Linked DNA regions of Danio rerio: region 1 is linked to region 2. Evidence: chromatin contacts called from public HiChIP or PLAC-seq data. All regions are on one chromosome and are shown on one strand. Each heading gives the region's core, a stretch centred on a gene start, on an enhancer-like site or on the middle of the called end of the contact. The rest is flanking DNA. Distances are from core to core; before and after follow the strand shown.

Region 1 (3,161 bases), core at 10-2,509, 84 kb after region 2:
GCACTATAATCAGTACCTGAGGCCATCAGTGTCATAGTAGTTTATGCCACAATATCACATAAATGCAAATCATTTCTATAATACAAATTTTGCATGACGTTGCTATTGATAGTTAGGACTCCAATTAATATGTAAACTCCAATTAATGTGTAAAAGATAGCTTATATCGCATCACAGTGTCCCATCGCAGGTGGTTAGGACATGGCATAAGGCTTTTAAAATAAATTTGTATTCAGAACTCGAAATCAAAACATGCTTAGAGCTTAACCTAACTACACAATTGTTTATGCATTTAAAAATGTCACTCTTTTTTTTATTTAGACAGTGTTACAACATCTATAATAATGAAGAAATTCTGATTCTTCACAAAAAATTATAAGAATTATATTTTTAATATATTATTATATTGCTTTGTATCAATCAGTTTTATTACAAACCCACTTTGTCATTGATTCCATTGATTCATCGTCATGACTATTTTCTGCATGACCCACACATGAACCATATTTACATTGAGCTATGCCTTTGTGCGACTCATTTCAAAACCTTGTCTAGTCAGGACAGTACATATACAGCCAAAGAGCTAAATTTACAGTTCCCACCTACTCCCACCCACTCTCAAAACAACCCAATTTTATCAATGGAAGGAGTCGCCTTATTGGATGTGGAAACCACCCATGCATCTGTTGACCATATTAGGATTATATTGTCAGAGCATTTCTCCTTTCATGTACCAATCACGACTGATTTAAGACCACTGACGTGAACCCCATTTGCAAAAAGTAACTATAGAAAAAGCACTTACATATATGTCCAAGAGCTTCACTGTCATCTTGTTTGTAAACTTGTTGAGCTTCAGACTTCGGTGAAGACGCTGGCTGCAGTTTTCGTTCTTGCATGACATTGTTGGTTGCACTAACTGAACGGCAATCAAGATTATGATAGCGAAGTATGCTCCTGTAATAAAAAAAACATTCAGAAATTAGCTAAGCTCAAGTTAAAAAGTATTCATATTTTAAAGCGCAGCCATTCATGCCTTTAGTTTCGAATTCACTAAAATCCTTTAATGCACATATAATCAACACAAGTAAATCAATGTGCATATGTGTTTTGAGTTATTGATCAAATGAATTAATATCAACAGTCTATCCATGTTTGACAATAGTTGAGCATGACTATGAGCGTATTGTTGAGTGTGCAGTGTGGCGGTAATACTTACTGAATTTGACTTGCAATCTCTGAGACAGGCAGAGCATGTTCCTGACATGACAGTTCATTCTCCGTTCACAGACAACGTTTCAAACTGGTCATGATCACAACTCTGAAAAAGTTTTTAAAGACTGAAACCACACATTTGTCATTGGAAGGAAATGACGCGGCCGGCTTTCTGAGGCAACAAGAGTTCCCAGAATATTTTTTTTTCTTTTTGCGTCTTCATTATCACATGTACTATGTGTAATGTTCCCTCCTCCTTTTGTTGCCGCCCAGGTTTGTGTGAATGCTTGACTATGGGTGGGTTGAGCAATGGTGTCTCTTTGTAGCTAATTGCCGTCTGATATCAAAATACAATTGATTTGATCATTTCTAAAATCTAAATATCTAAAATGAAGAATTTTGGTGAATTTTTGGTGTTTTATTTAACACCATTAGTATTAGCAAGATGTTCAAGTATACATTTTGTTTATCATCATTCGTTAACATTGCCCTGAATTTCACAATGCCACACAAAGCTATTCAAATTAAAAAGGATCTATCATCCACCACAGCACTCTTTCCACCCTTACTCTGAACTTTATGCCCATTGGTTCATCAGGAAGTGGTCTTGCACCGTCATAAGGAAGGTAGTTTCTCAATTCTAGATTTTCAGCAACTTTTTAATCTTTTGACGCAAAAAAAAAAGACACAACATTGGGAATTTCAGTCACCTATCGGACAAGGAAGGAAAATGACAGATCTTGCTGTGCTCTTGTCCAGCTTCTGTGTGATGTCATTGCATGTTGCATGCAGGATGACTTAAGTGGACAAAAACTGAGCTAAGCTTTATTTTGACCCTTTATGACTGCAAGGGAAACCCCAGAGCCGAAAGCTTGCGCTTAGCACATATTTACCATAGTGTACCAAAGAAAGGCTGATCTCACAGCCACATTTGTAAAAATACATCCGTAGGCTTAGACAAATAAATGTACTTTCTTGGGTAAGGCGTTTGTCTTTTCATGCACAAGCGTGACACTGATGTGGTAAGCTGTGCCACAGGGGAAATCGGTGTCTTCTCAGCAAAACACAGGTAATAGTAGCTCAGTACCTGGTACTTTCCACGATCCTTACCAAAAATGTGCACTATTAGAGTGAAGAAAAAATGAGCATATACTAGTAGTATACCATTTGCTCTTTTATGCAGAGTGTGGTCAATTTCCCTGTATTTTATTTTATTTATTGCTGTTTTAACATCCAGGGTTGAGGATGTGGATGTGACAGCCAAGCCTTGAAAACGGTACCCAAGACACCTCTATCTGATCTTTATCGACTTCAGCCAACTCTTTGGAAGTGTGTCTGCGCTAAATCAGCAGCATTTACGCAGACAGGACTGGGTTTTATATTTGGGTCAGGAAGATCAAAGATAATTTCTCTTAACCTCTAAACCACAGGAAGTGCTTTACTTGAGAGTTTGAGGAAATCCCCCGGTCTCCTTCGTGTATTTCTCATAATTACCTATTTAGAACTTAGTCTAAACTCACCTCAAATTTTTTTGTGTGCCATGCAACAAACAAAAGAGAGACAAAGCTCTCGTAATTTTTGAGAATTAATGTGAATTCGTAACATCAATCTTGGTAATCGAGTCAAGTTGGCTTTATTGTCATTTTAACAATATACAGTGCACAAAACAATATTCCTCCTGGACCAAGGTGCTACATCAAACAACATAAAATTGAAAACATATAACACAGGACTGTGCACTACAAAAAATCTAGAGATTGAAATAAGAATAGAAAATAAATAGAATAAGAGTATAAAAAAGAGCGCAAAGTGCGGACAGTTGACACAATATTGACATTAGTGTTTAAATGTGCACTTATAAATTCATTCTTATTATGTTTAGTTCGTATTGTCTGTTGTTGAATTTTTTTTTGCTGAGACGCTGCAATTTGCACTAGGCAATGCTG
Region 2 (3,432 bases), core at 85-2,584:
TTTATGCCAGCCGCAACCTATCTCTGGGAAACATCCACACACACATTCACACACACACTCGTGCACTACGGACAATTTAACCTACCCAATTCACCTGTACCACATGTCTTTGGACTGTGAGGGAAACCGGAGCACCCGGAGGAAACCCATGCGAACACAGGGAGAACATGCAAACTCCACACTGAAACGCCAACTGAGCCGAGGCTCAAACCAGTGACCTTCTTGCTGTAAGGCGACAGCACTACCTACTGCGCCACTGCGTCGCCGGTATTAGAATATATATATACAAGAAAAAATAAATCCCTGTGGCTCCTGATACGATGTTGAGGGCTTATAAACTGAATATATTAGACTGTTAAAAAAACTGGACAAGATTTACACAAAGTTAAACTGGATCAATTCAGCTGTATAATATTTAAGTTGTGTTCAATGTATCAGCACGACCAGCTATATTAATGTTGCATTACCTGTATATCGTTTGACTCTCAAAGTGCAGATGACTATTTTATGAAAGACCAGTGGCCACAGTATCAGCTGAAAATCTGAAGATTGAAAGTAACCTACATCATAAATGACCTTGGGTGAGTAAATATCTATTTTTTGGGCGAAATATCCCTTTACATTTATTTTTAAACAGATTTCATTGCTCGCAAAACCTTGCAACAACAATCATTTATAGATCTCAAGTAAAGTTATCATGGCCAAGTTTCATAAAAGTTATGATCACATGTGACCAAATTTTGAATAAGTAACTTATTGAATCAAATAAAATTGCAAAATGCAATGTCCCGCTACATAACATCAAATTAGGGATATTAACGCTAAATGTAATATGTTAAGACGCCGATTGTTTAATTCTACAAATATCATTTATAAAATATAATTGAAAATACCATTACTTAATAATATTTTGTGGAAATCATATAGCAGCTTATAAACTTCAGCATTGAGGCGCTTTTACAAAACAATGCGCTTTTAACTTTTGTAAACAAAGCAGCGCAACCATCACGTCATCAAGCTGAGATACTGTACGGAGCGGGGCGCGCGCTCATGTCACCCGGGGCTCGCGATCGCAGCTCAATCCCTGTTACCGCCGCTCTCACGGTGAAGGATATTGCCTGAGAAGGTTGTCGACTTCCAGCGCATCCGGTCCTTGCTGGTCGGCAGCCTCATCGTGATCGTCCACGAATTTATTCTCGTCGAATTCATCAATGTCCACCTTCCTAAAGCGCGAAGACAGCGTGTTCTTGGCCATCGGGGCCAGTGTCAGTCCGCCGCGGTCCCGTGCCGTCTGTCTCTGCTCCGGGGCGGGATTTCAGCCTCTGCTGCTCTCGTCTGCGTCAGGGACACCACACTGAGTACATCCACAGACGGAAGACTAGATTAATCAAAGGCAGCTGTGTGTTCAGTGTGTTATTCTGGCACTCACGAGCACATGAGCTGTTCCAGTGTACCGATGCAGAGCCGCATATTTATTATGAAAGGTGCGATGGCAAAGCTTGAGTACTACTGCCACCTGCTGAGTGGGAGTCTGTGAAGGGCTCTACTGTTAAAGAAACAGTACACACAATTAAATTTCGGTCAGGAGGCCACAAACTTAAGTCAGTTTACCTTATCATCCAAAATCAAGCAATCCTTTATGAACCTTATTTGACGAATCTGTCATTTCATCCCTTAAAATTGTAAAATACTTTTGTATGGAGCTAGACCAGTCTCAAAAATAACGCATTCACAAAATAAAATTCAGACATGCACAGCACAATTCACATTTACAAAATTAAATTTGTAATTTCAAAACAAAATTCATAAATGCAACACACAGTTTTTGAATTCACAAGTAAAAATGAAAAACATTTTGCCAGATGGATTAGATTTGTTTATTTAAAAATCATGTTTTCAATTTACGAATTAAATTTGTGTATTTAGGAATCTTGCTTTGAACTCACAAATTGAATTTGTGTAGTAATAAGTTGGGTTTTGTATTTTATTTTGCACATGGACCGATCTGGCTCCATACTCTGGTTGTATAACAATATAGCCTTCTGTAAAAGTGCCAAATAAACATTCATTTGTTTGTTCATTTATTCATTCATTCATTTAACCGTCTCTTTAAAGCAATAATATAAAAATAATGTCGGACTTTATAAATCTTTTTTTTTTTCATTTAATGCTACTCATTCAAAACATGAATAACAATGTAAGTTAGTAATTGTATAACTGCTTTTACTGAAAAAATAGTCTCTGTGTTTTATTCTGTGAATTTGTGATGAATGTTTTAGGATAATCAAAGTTTTAGGGTAATCTTTTAAATGCAATTGCAACACTATGTATGTTTATTATTAAAGGGATTGTTCACCCAAAGCTAAAATTCTGTCATCATTTACTCATTTTACCTCCACTTGTTCCAAATGAGTTTGAGTTCACAAAAGAAGATATTTTGAGGAGTGTTGGAAAGCAGCAGCTTCCATAGTATTTTTGTTCCTGCTGCAGTTTGTCTATGGCTGCCATCTTCAAACGTTCTTCAGAATTCATGTTTTGTGTTCAATGAAATACAGCTAAGAACCACTTGAGTGTGAGTAAATGGTGGAGAAATTTTCTTTTTTTATGAACTATCCCTTTAGGAAAGAATTGATCTTTTTAACATTTCCCCTTTATGGAGATTATTTCCACATACATGTATTAATTAATTTATTAATTAATTTATTCATTTATACTTCATAACACTGTGTAGCAGGCTATACAACAAAATGTTCCTTTTTCAAACGACTTCAGTCAGTCTCAAATGTAAAGTTTCTTGAAAAGGTGTTAACTAGGCAGGTAAGGTAAAGGTGTGTAAATGTATTTGTCCGCTAGAGGCCGCTGTACGTCACTTAATTCTGCGTCTGCGCAGTCAGCGTGTTTTCACCGCCATATTGATCTAGCAAACAGAAGGAACGTACCTGTTTTCCTAGACGTTTATCCAACGTATATTGATTTCTCCTTAATTAAACTGACGACCAGAATACATTTTGAGTTTGATAAACAATGGGGAAACGGTATTACTGTGACTACTGTGACCGCAGCTTTCAGGACAACCTCCACAACAGAAAGAAGCACCTAAACGGCGTCCAGCATCACCGGGCGAAGAAAGCCTGGTTTGACAACTTCAGAGGTACTGCACACAGCAACAGAAGGAAACTGAAGCAATATCTCCAGATAAAACACGTTTAAATGGTTTAATTTCATTTTATTCAGATGCTGCCACACTTTTAAACGACGAGCGATCGAAAGAAGTCTGTAGAAAGTTTGTCCAGACAGGTAACGTTAATATATCTGACAGAAGTTACTGCTTGTGCTTCTTTTAGATAAAACATGTCCAAGTTATGAAGCAGACAAAGTACATTTTCTGTTAATGTCTTCCAGGACATTGTGTGTTTGGTACGAGTTGTCGAT

The links. HiChIP or PLAC-seq counts read pairs in DNA pulled down with a chosen protein or histone mark.
Region 1: a contact with region 2 is called in an H3K4me3 HiChIP or PLAC-seq map of gastrula embryo, with 4 times the contacts expected there. The contact joins the promoter of m17 here to the promoter of arpc5lb in region 2. A contact is called at or near these places in 2 of 4 datasets of contacts at active chromatin or transcription factors (embryo and gastrula embryo).

Annotation. Positions count from the first base shown.
Region 1 is chr5:32,772,455-32,775,615 of GRCz12tu, forward strand. m17 (IL-6 subfamily cytokine M17) reads right to left here and starts at 1,260. Exons shown (of 3, transcript NM_001079833.1): 1 at 1,220-1,260; 2 at 806-957. The coding sequence starts at 1,256.
Region 2 is chr5:32,688,658-32,692,089 of GRCz12tu, forward strand. It overlaps arpc5lb (actin related protein 2/3 complex, subunit 5-like, b), which reads right to left and starts at 1,335. Exons shown (of 4, transcript NM_001128686.2): 1 at 1,116-1,335. The coding sequence starts at 1,255. It overlaps zmat5 (zinc finger, matrin-type 5), which reads left to right and starts at 2,910. Exons shown (of 5, transcript NM_001003771.1): 1 at 2,910-3,151; 2 at 3,235-3,297; 3 at 3,403-3,432. The coding sequence starts at 3,025.